Regions from separate parts of the Athene noctua genome. Here region 2 is linked to region 1. The links are chromatin contacts, called in public Hi-C maps. All regions are on one chromosome and are shown on one strand. The core of a region is the stretch at or near the end of the contact, and the rest is flanking DNA. Distances in the headings are between cores, read along the strand shown.

What was found. Hi-C and Micro-C count contacts between places; a contact is called where the count stands out from the background.
Region 2: a Hi-C map of heart shows a contact between it and region 1, with 7 times the contacts expected there. The contact joins the promoter of AIRIM here to the promoter of UTP11 in region 1. A contact is called at or near these places in 2 of 2 Hi-C or Micro-C datasets (heart and liver).

Annotation. Positions count from the first base shown.
Region 1 is chr24:411,211-417,061 of bAthNoc1.hap1.1, reverse strand. It overlaps UTP11 (UTP11 small subunit processome component), which reads left to right and starts at 2,911. Exons shown (of 8, transcript XM_074926001.1): 1 at 2,911-3,062; 2 at 3,155-3,216; 3 at 3,710-3,812; 4 at 4,060-4,173; 5 at 4,899-4,992; 6 at 5,275-5,405. The coding sequence starts at 3,000. FHL3 (four and a half LIM domains 3) reads right to left here and starts at 2,211. Exons shown (of 6, transcript XM_074925997.1): 1 at 2,081-2,211.
Region 2 is chr24:599,649-605,499 of bAthNoc1.hap1.1, reverse strand. It overlaps AIRIM (AFG2 interacting ribosome maturation factor), which reads right to left and starts at 2,664. Exons shown (of 5, transcript XM_074926274.1): 1 at 2,408-2,664; 2 at 2,134-2,313; 3 at 1,939-2,057; 4 at 1,426-1,538. The coding sequence starts at 2,664. The coding sequence ends at 1,471. It overlaps CDCA8 (cell division cycle associated 8), which reads left to right and starts at 2,935. Exons shown (of 10, transcript XM_074926249.1): 1 at 2,935-3,016; 2 at 3,087-3,215; 3 at 3,478-3,518; 4 at 4,018-4,090; 5 at 4,451-4,590; 6 at 4,881-4,960; 7 at 5,287-5,385; 8 at 5,580-5,706. The coding sequence starts at 2,935.

The DNA.
Region 1 (5,851 bases), core at 1,662-4,161:
TGACACGGGCCAGGAAAGGGGCTCCTGCCTTTCTTCCCCACGATGACCCCGGAAAGCTGAGCCCCCAGGTGCCGCCGTGCCCCCGGACAGCAGGGCTGTGTGAGAGCCCGCTCCAAACCGAAGTGCAGTGTAAACAGGAAGCAGAGCTGACAGCAGACGTGCTGCAGATGGCTGCAGAGCCTGCAGAGGCAACGGCAGCGGCCCGCCGTCCTCCCCAGAGCCCAAGGAGCCCGCCCGGTCTCCAGCACGCCAGCGCCCGCTCCACTCCGCGGGTGCTGCTCCGCAGCCCGGCCAGACACACTGATCTTCCCCAGGAGGCACCTCAAAGACACCCAACAGGGAGAGCCAGTGAGACCCCCGAGCTGAGACCCCGGAGCCGTTCACAGGGCTTCCTGCTCGGGAATTCTGGATACTCCCAACCACCACCCTGCCTTTGGCGTGTCCCCACCACTCCCTATGTGCAGGTTTAAGGAGTTCTCATTCCAAAACATACTTTTTGCTGTAGAGCATCCACTGTAATCAGTGCCCACAACTAACTATATTGCCGATATTTTTGTCTCATGTGCTATGCCACCAGTCTTAAAACTATAAAATTACAGACCCAGCTGGGTAAGAATTAAACTAACGCTCACAACTCTGTGCCTCTAAGGAAGTGGCCAGCAAGAGAACCATATGGTCTCCATCCTAGGAAAAGGAAAGAAAATGGCACAAAAATAAGACTGGAGAGATGTCGGGCTTCCCCTTTCCTGCTGATGGCCTGCCTGTCAGGAAGTTAAACCACACTTTGACAAAGCAAATTAGGGAAATGAGGCAGCTTCAACACCTTTGTGAACACCAGAGAAATATTACTCACACCAAAGGCAAACATTTAAACATGAAAGACTCCTAAGGAAATGTCCAAGAAAACACTTCTCAAAAATTAACAGTAAAGGAACATTTGACAATCACACATTCGTAGCCACTAGGAGAGCCACAGATTTCTAACGCTCAGTAGGAGTCACAAAAGTAAAATAAATCTCCCTGCACCCTTCCCTCACTGTTCACTAGTGGCCTGGGCTGCTGCCAGGACACCGCGTCCGTCAGACCACGGGCCTGGTCCAGGGCAGCCTCTCCTGCGCTCCCGTGACACTTTGGAAAGGTTTCCTTTATGATTTTCAGAACTGGAAAACACTGAACATACTAAATTCAAATCTAAGTAGAGAGAGCTCAGTACCAAAGCCTGCACTGAAGGTGAGCTACCACCACCACATGCCATCCGAAGAGCTTTGAGTCAGTGGAAAGTCATTCCTGCTAACACGCCTCGCCCAGGCTAACTACAAACCATACCCAGCGTTCCCATCAATTCTCATGAAAGAGTCAAAGCGATGAATGTAACCACAAAATACCAACAAGACGGGAAACCAAAAAAGAAAACGTTACCTGTAAGAAAGCATAGCAATTTGAAACAAAACTGTGTTCAGTGAAAAAAAAAAAAAATTCTTAAAAGATGCTGAGCTATTTTTTCAATGGCAAGATTCAAAGTGTGACTTGTGAGCCTTTGTTTAACACAGAGGAAGCAAGGCTTTGAGGAGCCTCTCCCCGCACCTACCCTGGGACTCCGTGCAAACGGCAACCATTCAGGATGTGTTAAAAATTTTCTCTACACTACGTTTGAGCATTTGGTTTAAGTTTACTTCCCAGTTTATTGGCTGGATGAAGTTTCGGCGCTTTCTTAATAAAATACAGCTTAAGCGCTGCAACTTTACAGTCTGGGAAAGAGACACGGCCGAAAGACTTTTTTTTTTTTTTTTTCGCCGCCTTCTTTAACAAAACGGTGCGGGCTGTGCTTCCTAGAACGAACCGGAGCGAAGCTCTCCGAGCGAGCCACATCCCCGGTAACGACACAGTAAACCCCGCCGGGGTGCCGCGGGGATGCCCCGTCCCCGGGACCCCGGCCGCGGAGGCACCGTGCAGCGCCCCCCGCTCCCCCCCGCTCCCCGGGGGAGCCCCGCCGGCCCGCCCCGACCCGCCCGGGGCTGCGGGGGCCGAAGCGAGCGGCAGCGGCGGCTCCCGCCGCCCGTCCCGGCCCGTCCCGACCCACCTGATCGCCGTCCCGGGGCCCGGCCGCGCTCGCTGCTCGCCCGGCGGTGGGCAGGCTCGGCGCGGCTCTGCTCCCCAGCCCCGCGGCGCGGAGCCCGGCCCGGGGCGGGGCCGGCGGGCTGGGCCGCCCGGTGCCCGCCCCGCACAAACACTCGCTCCGAGAGCTCGGAGCGGGTCACGCCGCCGGCGGCGGGTGCGAGCGGGACGCGCCCGCCAGCCCGGGCGCCCCCGACCCCCGCGGGATGCTCCCCGCGCAGCACCGGTGCGCGGCGGGATCGCCCTCCCGCGGCCGCCTCCCCCTTCGCTTCCGAGCGGCCACCCCGGAGCCCGGCGACCGCCGAGCCCGCCCGCCCCGGGCCGCGCCTCCCCGCGGCTCAGCCCAGGCGGGCCCCGGGGGAACGGGCCGGCTGCGGGCTCCTCTCCGCCAGCGGGCGGCGGGTGAACACGAGGCGGCCCCGCGGCTCCCCCTCCTGGGGGCGCCGGCTCTTCCCCCGCGCAGCCGCGACGACCCCGCGGCCGAAACCCTCGTGGAGCCGGGGCGGGGGCTCGGCCGCGTCCCCGCTCCCGGCACCGAGGCCGCGGCTGAGCCCGGCCTACGCGCCCCGGGCGGCCCCGGCGGGGCCCCGGCAGGGCTCGGGGCGCCGGCAGCCTGGGCCCGGGTCCCCCGAGCGGGTTCGGGCAGGGCCCTCAGGGCCGCCCCGGGGGAGGCCGGGCCGGGCCGGGCCGCTCCAACCCCCGGCCCGGGCGAGAGGAGCGGTTCGGGACGCCCGGGGCCACCGTCGCCATGGAGACGGCGCCACCTCCCGGCGAGCCTCGCGCGCGACCTCTGACCCCGCGACCCGCCGCTTCCGGCCGGCGCGCGCCGCGTGGCCCGTCACAGCGCGGCGGCGGGTCGGGCCGGGCCGGGTCGGGCCGCCGCCATGTCGTCCGCCTTCAGGAAAGCCGCCAAGTCGGGGCAGCGCCCGCACCGCGAGCGGGCCCAGGTCAGTGCGCCGGGCCGGGCCGGGCCCGGCCCCGCCGCCGGTGGCCGGAGGCGGCGGCCGCCCCCCATAATGTTGTCTGCCTTCCCTCCTAGCCCGCCCGCCGGCAGAAGCTGGGCCTGCTGGAGAAGAAGAAGGACTACAAGCTCCGCGCCAAGTGAGCCGGGGGCCCGGGCTGGGGCGGGGGTGGCGGTGGAGGAGCCGGCGTCCGCCTCGCACCGGAACGGGGGCGCCTCGGCCCGCCGGGAACGGGCGGGTCAGGATCGGGGCGGGGGGGGACGCGAGGGCGAAGGCGCCACAAAATCGTTCTCGTTGCGGTTAACGCGAATCTCGCAAGGGTGCGTTTGCGCTTCTAACGGCCGGTGCCGTAGATCCGTGAGGGCCGAGCAGGCCGGTGAGCTCTGCCGAGCGGGTGGGGGCCTTTCCCTCCTCTCTAACCCTCCCCGCGGAACGCTGACCATTTCCAGCTTTGTGAGGGACCGACCCGTGCGCCGAGGTCATTTGGTGATGTCCAGCTCCATGTGCGGAGCCTTCTCGGCTGCCTCAAAGCTCTGAGCATCACTTTGGAGGACTCAGCATCTCATCGGGGAGTGTGAACATGGAGAAACTGCTCAACAACCCTCTGGTTTGGTTTTTTATTTTTTTCCCAGTGACTATCACAAGAAACAGAATGCCCTCAGAGCACTCCAGAAGAAAGCTCTGGAGAAGAATCCTGATGAGTTCTACTTTAAAATGATACGTGCAGAGCTCCAGGTGAGAATCTAAATTGCCTTCAAGCAGGGTTACACTCTGTTGCTCTAAGTAACATATTTTCTTTTTTCCTACCTTGCTTTTAATTTATTAATTAGTAAATAAACTAGCAGATTTGGTTTGGTGCCTGTGGAAGGCTTTGAAGAAGATGAGGGGCGAAGGACAAGAAGGTTCTTTTGCTTTTATTATTGGGACCCATGGAACGCTACAGCTGGAATGGCATCTGTCTAAGTGCTGTGTTTGGTTTCAGGATGGAGTTCATAAAATAAAGCAGCCAAAGGATGAAGTGACCCCAGAGCAGGTGAAATTGATGAGGACACAGGATATTAAATATGTGGAAATGAAAAGAGTGGCAGAAGCCAAGGTAATAATTCACTTTTTTAGTGTTTCCAGTTTGCTCAGAATGGTTCTTTTTATTGTGGGGTTTTTGTTGTTGGCGATTGTGTTTTTGTTTAGTAACTGTTTAGTTACACAAATCTGGAAATGATAGATGGAAGTGCCAGTGAGGCTCTCTTTGTAGAACCTAAAGGTGTGCTGACTAATGCTATTATACTATGCATTATTATAAACTATGGCAATTTCTTATGTAAATTTCAGACATTAAACCTGTGCTCTTGCATCTCGCGTTTATAAAAAATTGAGAGTTGTTGTTACTGAAGTGGGTTGTTTGAATACGGCTGGCAGGCAATCAACAGAAATATGACCCACTTCTGAAAGTGTTTTATGCTCTGGTGTTGATCCACACGGCGTCACTGCAGGTAAAAAAAAAATAAAGTGAGCTTTGAATTTTCCTTCATACTTTTGCTCAGTGGTTTCATGGTAATCATTCCTGCTTTGTCTGCCGTACAGGTAGCTTAGTGGTTTGAATATTGATTCGTACATACTTGGCTGGGTAATGCTGGAAATGGCTATTAACCTCTACTCGAAAAGGTTATGGAGACATGACATAAACATAGACTAGATATATTTGCAAAGATTAAAAAGGAAAGAAGAGTTCGGATGCTTGAGAAACAGGAATTCGCCTCGGGGAGACATTATTTATCTTGTTCCCGGATGTTTGGCACAACAGAGTCGCTTTTCTACCTGCAGAAAATCGAGAGGCTGAAGTCGGAGCTCCATCTGCTGGACGCTGCGGGGAAGAAGCCCAGCAAGCACGTGTTCTTTTTTGATAGCAAAAAAGAAGGTAAGATTTAAATAGGTTGTATCAGAAAACTTGTTCTGGGATGGTTTATTGTTGGCCGTTTAATATAGTGTCGTGCTTTCTTTATGCTGTTATTAAAAAACAGGAATAGTAGCTGAGGTGCTCTAGAAATCTCTTGATTGCTAGGTGGGACCCCGCTCTGCAGGAGCCGTGTTGCTGGGGCTCCCATCGCTGACTCTGATCAGCTTCACGTTTGGAAGGTTTGCTGAGCGTTAGTCCAGGAAGTCCCGGTGAGTTTATTCCTAAATTTATCTTTATTTACAGTTCAGGAGTTTGATATTGTGACTCACCTGGATACTGTTCCAGAGCTTGTAGACAGAGTGTACAACCGTCCCACCGTCGCAACGCTGCAGAACGAGGCGCTGAAGGGAGCTACTGACCCCGCCCACTTAAAGGTAGTTTGTAGTGCCACTGTTTCTGTGATAGTTTTCTTAATTTTTTACATCTTGTGTATAATAAGCACTCAAGAGGATTCGTTGGACTGTCGTGGAGGAGAACAGAGTTGTTCTGTTGTCTTAACTTTTCTGATGGTGACTCAAGGCTGTAGTGGATGTCGCTTGATCACCTGGTGCCCCGAGCCTACAGGCAGATCTCTGGACAGATGCAGGGAACTTGTTCACTTGTGTCCTGGTCCACGGTGGAGAATAAACCAGGAGTTGTGACCTGTGGGCCTGAAAGGAAGGGTATGGATCTGATTAGGCAGTTTGCTTGGCAAATCTGATACATTTTCCTCTGGTACACAACATACACCTATGGGACTATCTTTTCATCAGATTGCTGCAGTTTTAAGTGTGATTTTTCTGCAGCATGTACTGTTAAGTGTCCCCTTTCACCTCCCCAA
Region 2 (5,851 bases), core at 1,415-3,914, 190 kb before region 1:
GCTGCGGTGCAACCCACGGCATCAGCGCGCGCTGACAAGGCGAGCGGGTGACAGGTCACGGTGACACAGAGCTCTCGGGGAGGGCGGGAGCGCTCTGCACGCAGCCGAGGCTGAACCCGCTGCCTCCCGCGCCGCTCTGCCAAAGCCCTCGCTTCGCTGCATCATCTGCTTCGTCTTAAGCCGGAGGAAGCAGCAGCAGGAGGCCGCCGCGTGTCGCTGCGCCGGGAAGGAGGCGGCCCGGCGCAGGGCTCGGGCGCTCGCGCTGTGACTCAGAGCAGAGTCACGCCGCAGCCTCGCCCGGGTCTGCCGGGGACGCGTGGGGCAGGGGACGCCTGTGCCGCCACCGGCTGCGGGCAGGAGCGGCCCCACCGGGCGCCCAGAGGAACTCCCCCCTCCAGCGGCGGGGGAGCGCTGCCCCCCGACCGAGCCCCCGGGCGCCGGGAGCAGAGCCCGCCTCGCCCCCCCGCGTTTGACGCTCTCCCACCATCAGCCGGGACGCCCGGAGGCCAGACCAGCGCCAAGAGGGTGACGTTATTTTTCTCCGCAGTCAGAACGGCACACACAGCGCCGTCCCCTGCCCAGCCAGCAGCCGCCGGGCCCCGGCCGCGCTCCGCAGGCCGAGCAGTGCCCTCAGGTGGCCAAAGGGCCTCCCCAGCTCGGAGCCCCACGGCGCCGCAGAAACGGGGCGCACAAGCACATCTACAGCCCGTCCGAGCACAATTCCTTGTGGAGAAGCTGCAGCTTCTTACCAAGGCTGCGTTTAGAGACAGGCACCCCACCGCTTTCCAGGAACGTTAGAGGATCCGTGTCATGGCCAACAGAAGATGTCCCTAGAACTGGCGGCTGCTGCCACAGAGCGTGAAGTTTTAAGACAGATTTAAACACGGCCCAGCAGATACCAGAGGAGCCTGCTCTAACGCACTTGAAAACGGCCTCTGCCACAACTCAGCTGTCCGTGCATCTCTGCAACTACATTTTCAAGTCAATTTGCTCCTTCCCTTCAATGTACAGGTGGGATGAAAGCAAACGCACTGCTCAGAGGCATGAGGTGCAAGCTGCTTTTAAGCCCTGGTTTGTCATCTTATATTTATTTGTAAGGATGGCACCTAAAACACCTTTCTCACATGGCATCAGCCTGCCAGACTTTAAGTTACGCTTGTTTACTTGCGGCACACCTCGAGTTAGTAGGTCCCAACATTTTTTTCAGTCCACAGAGTTCCCCTGGCAGGGAAAAGTAAGGAGGACTCCCCCCTATTTTCACAGCTGGTTCAGCCCAGCCTCTTCTTCAGACACCAAGTCCATTTCCACTTGAAACAGTCCAAGTATTTTCTGCTGAGGCCAAGTACCCAACTCATTCAGCTTCCAAAAAGCACCCGTAAAGATTTCTCAACTCATCATCCTCTTTATGGCCATCTCAGAACATACCAGACTCTTGTAGAAGCTGGTCAACGTCCAGTCCCTCTCACTCTGTCAGGAGCCTGGGGAGCAGCACAGCTCTCGCTGGTTGTCCACAAACAGAGAGATCTTGAGAAGCGTATCTGAGTTGAAAGGAAAAAACAATAATCTCATTAGCTTAATGCTTTTTATCTGTATTCTGTACCCACAAAAATTTAACTGGTTTCTAAGAGCACTGAAGAAAAACTGAAGTAAAACTAACTTAGTAGACCAAATGAAAGGGATCACTAAGTCCCTTGTTACCCTGCAAGGCAGGATGGTGCTTCCAGCTGTGCCCAGGGTGTGATGGCGAGTGTTTACGACTGAAGTCACTCACAAGCTCTCAGAGCAGGTCACAGGGATTGACTGCAAACTGAGCGACGTCACCCGCTGCTACAGAGACCGACGCAGCCAGCACCAGCAGGCCCATGTGCTGCCGCCAGCACCGAGAGACCCGCACGGGGCTCACAGAGAGGCCCTCCGGGTCTGTGTAAGCAGGACTACCTTGAACAACGTCTTCCTTGTAACGCTCCAAAATCCTCTCCCAAGACTGCGGGAGGGCTTCCATGTCTGCCAGGCTGTCGCAGCTGATGCGGAGGAGGAGCAGTTTGCTCTCCAGGTAACTTCAAGGCCGATAAGGACAACAAAGAGAAAAAGGCACCCGCCAGCGCTGCCCGCGAGCCCCGCCAAAGAGGATACAGGTGCCGGTAGTAGCGCTCCACGTCCTGCAGCCCCTCCAGCGCATCAGCCAGCGAGGGGCAGCGCGGCCCGCGCCGCAGGGCCGCCGCCAGGCCCAGCTCCGCCGCCCGCTCCTCGTACAGCCGCAGCACGCCGGCCACGCCGGCCCCCACAGCGTCCCGCACGGCCCGCAGCTCCGCCCTGCGCGGCAGAACGGGGGGCGCTCAGCTGCGGCCGCGCGCCCCCCGCCTGGCCCGGCCCGGCCCGGCCCCCCCCGCCACGGCCGCCGCCTCACCGCCGGCTGCCGAGCTGCTCCAGCAGCGCCTCGGCCGCGCCGCGCTGCTTCCGCCACAGCCGCGCCCGCAGGTCGCTGAAGGCGCCCAGCGACGACCCGCCCCACGCCAGCCGCCGCGCCGCCCGCATCTGCGCCGCCAGCCCGGCCAGCGAGCCCAGCAGCGGCGCCCAGGCGGCCAGTGCCGCCCGCCAGGCCGCGTCCTGCCGCGCCGCCGCCGCCGCCCACTCCCGCAGCGCCGCCGCCACCGCCGCCGCCATGGCCACCCGCTCACCCGGAAGCGCTCTCCCGGGAGTCTACGTCATCACGCCGCGCCGAGCGCCGATTGGCTGCGCCGGACCCTGGTCGGCCGCGCCGCGCTGAGCGCTGATTGGCCGCGCCGCGCTGAGCGCTGATTGGCCGGTCTGCAGCGGCGGTTGGGTTTGAACGCGCGGCGGGCGGCAGCGCCTCCGGCCCGGAGCCCGATCCCCGGAGCCCGATCCCCGGTTCTCCATCGCCGGTTCCCCGTCCCCGGAGCCCGCCCCGCCGCCATGCCTCCCGCGCGGAAGAAGGCTGGCGCGAGTGCGCGCGGCAGGAAGCTGGCGGCCTTCTTGAAGGACTTCGACCGCGAGGGTAGGCCGGGGGCGGCGGGGAGCGGGGCCCGGGCCCGGAGCCGTGGCTGACGCCGTGTGCGTCCCCGCAGTGCGGACCCGGATCGAGCAGCTGCGGGCGAACGAGCAGCGGCTGGTGAAGGAGGCGGAGAACCTGTACAACATCGAGATCCTGCGGCTGCCGGTGGCGTTCCGCGAGATGAACTGGCTGGACTACCTCGGTACGAACGGGGCCGGGGCCTGGCTGGTGGGGGCACGCGTTCCCTTAGACAGTAAAACCGCGGCAATGAAGGCGCGGCCGGGATCCGCTCCGCCTGCACCCCCCGGGCGGGCGGCCCGCGCCGCGCTCTTTGTCTGAGGCCGCCCCCAAAGCTGCCTTGTGCGGGGTTCTGCGCCCTAGTGGCGGCGTGTTAAAGTGCCCGCGTGTAGCGCGTAGGCCGGCTTACACACAGAGTGACTTCTTCGAAAATTTTTTCTTTTTAGCTAAAGGAGGAAGCAAAAAGGTGTTGCAAGAGGCAGTAGCGGTAGGTATCCAGCTCTTCTGATGACGTTGTGGGAAACGAAGCGTTTCTGGGTCTGCGGGAGTGCTGCGATACCAGAGGTCGCAGAAGCTCTTTCATAAACGCTGCTTTAAGGCCTAACTGTGAGAGAGGCCTGTTGGATCCAAAGAGGATTTGCATGCTCACGCTGCTCCTTGTCCGTCTCCCCTTACCTGCTCGCTTTCCCTCCCAGACCCCCGAGAGCACACGCGCTTTTCAGTAAATTAAATGATTTCTACGCTGGCTGAGCAGCAGGGCACGGGTGAGGCGCGTCCTGCAGCTGCTAAACAAGGTGTGTGGGGCTGAGTGGCCTGCAGACCACGCGCGGGCACCTCCGGAATAACGTGGAAGGTCCCAGCCTGAGCACAACAGAAAACATGGAGGTGTTCTTGCTATGAAATAGGGGTTTGCTCTACAGCTTGGATTTCTCAGAACTCTTGTGCTACTGATAATCCTAATGGTGCTGTGACTGTTTCAATTTTAGGCAGACTTGGAAATAACAGAAATAAACAAGTTAACAGCAGAAGTTATCCAGACTCCTTTAAAAATCAAGAAAGGTCAGTTTGTTTTAAGCGCTGTGATGAGTCGTAAGACGAGAGCGGGTCAGGGTTTGCATGCTGTGAATAATCAGTTCTTATTTGCATCCTTCAATATATTTAAATAATCCTACTTTTTATCCTTACTAGCTGCAATAGCTTGTTAATTTTATTAAGCTACTAAATTTTAATTAAACCTGCTTTTATTAAATTTATTCAAACCTTAATTTTCTTAAAGTACTCAACCATTTGGATTACATTGGAATTGGATTTCTGAAGCAGATTGTTGCCAGAAATGCTTGTGGTTGTTTACCTCTGCTGCTAACTAATAATGTAAGGTTATTATTTATTTTCAACTTAGATAACACTTTCTCTTTCTAGTGGAAAAATTCAAACAGGGTATTGAAGCTATTGAGGAAGAAGCAGAGCGCCCTTTGCTTCCCGTAGCAAAGAAAGCAAAGCATGATAGCCAGTGTCTTCCAGAGCTGGAAGCTGAAAACATTAATCCAAAAGCTGGAAAGGTAAGCAGTTGCTCTTTGTGGTGACTTTATTCCCAAGGTATAAATGCTTACTGAGATGATGCCTACAATTATATAGCTGCCCAGGATACTTTGAGGGGGACTTCCACTTCCTGAAACTTCTAGCGGTCAGAGGAGGTCACAGAAGCTTGTACAGTGTTTGCTTCTGGGCTCTTGTGCCTTAAAAAGGAGCCTGTTGAGCCAAATGTTTTGTCTGGAAGCCTTTGTTCGTTGTGGGCTCAGCTGTCACACGAGAGCGAAGTAACTGATCCGGTGAATAACGTGTGTTTCAGGTGAAGGCATCCACGAAAAAAATGCCAGTGTCCAGGAGCAGGAGGCCTCCTTCGGTGAGGGTGAAGCGCATGAGTAAAAGGTAACGGGGTGTCTTTCACTGGCCTTCAAAAGTGGAGAATAAGTGTCTAGTGCTGCCGTAACTCCTAGCGGCATGGAGTGTGGTTTAGTAGGCTGGTGGGTATAGTTGTGCCGTGCTATAGGGAAAAATCCGTGATCTGAGAGCGGGTGGAGGACGGGCAGATTCCTCTCCTGCCATCCCCAGCTTTGGGGCTTGCCTTTGGTTAGCAAGAACCTCTGGTCTGGGGTGATAACCTCATTCAAGCCTTTGATAAGGTAGTAAGTTGCTTGTAAGTTTATTACAAATATTTTTTTATGAGCAGACATTCATTTATTTCCCTCTAACAGAACAAGCAAAAACAACTTCATCACCCCAGCTACGGGTAGGATTGTTGATCTCTGTGCGCGAGGAGGAACCTCCGTGGTCACGCCCAGGTTTGATTCCAGGTTTGTATCCTGTTAAATTTCCCTGCTAATCTCCTCTGTAGGGGAGGGCCTTGCCGTTCGCTCTGCGTGTGTGTCTGTCATCTGTTTGCAGCATGATCCTTAGTGGCCCTTCGAACCTGAAATGAAAGACTTTTAGTCAAAGTGCTTCGAGCAGCGGCGGTGACGTTACTCACGTAGAACTTTATCCGTTTCAGCGTTTTCAAGACGCCGGGTTTGCGCACTCCCGCGGTAAATGAGCGCGTTTACACCATCTCTGCCAATGGCAGCCCCCTCGCTGACAGCAACGACATCTTCATCACAGTCCCCGTCGGAGGAGGGGAGGTGAGTGAGGAACTTCAGCGTGTGAAATCTCTGCTGAAGGGAGAGCTTGTGACTCCTCGGGGGCCTGAGCACGTTCAGGTCGCCCACTCTTGTCTCTTCGGTTGTGCCGCTGCAGTTTATCAGGGCACTGATCTGTCTTAAAAGA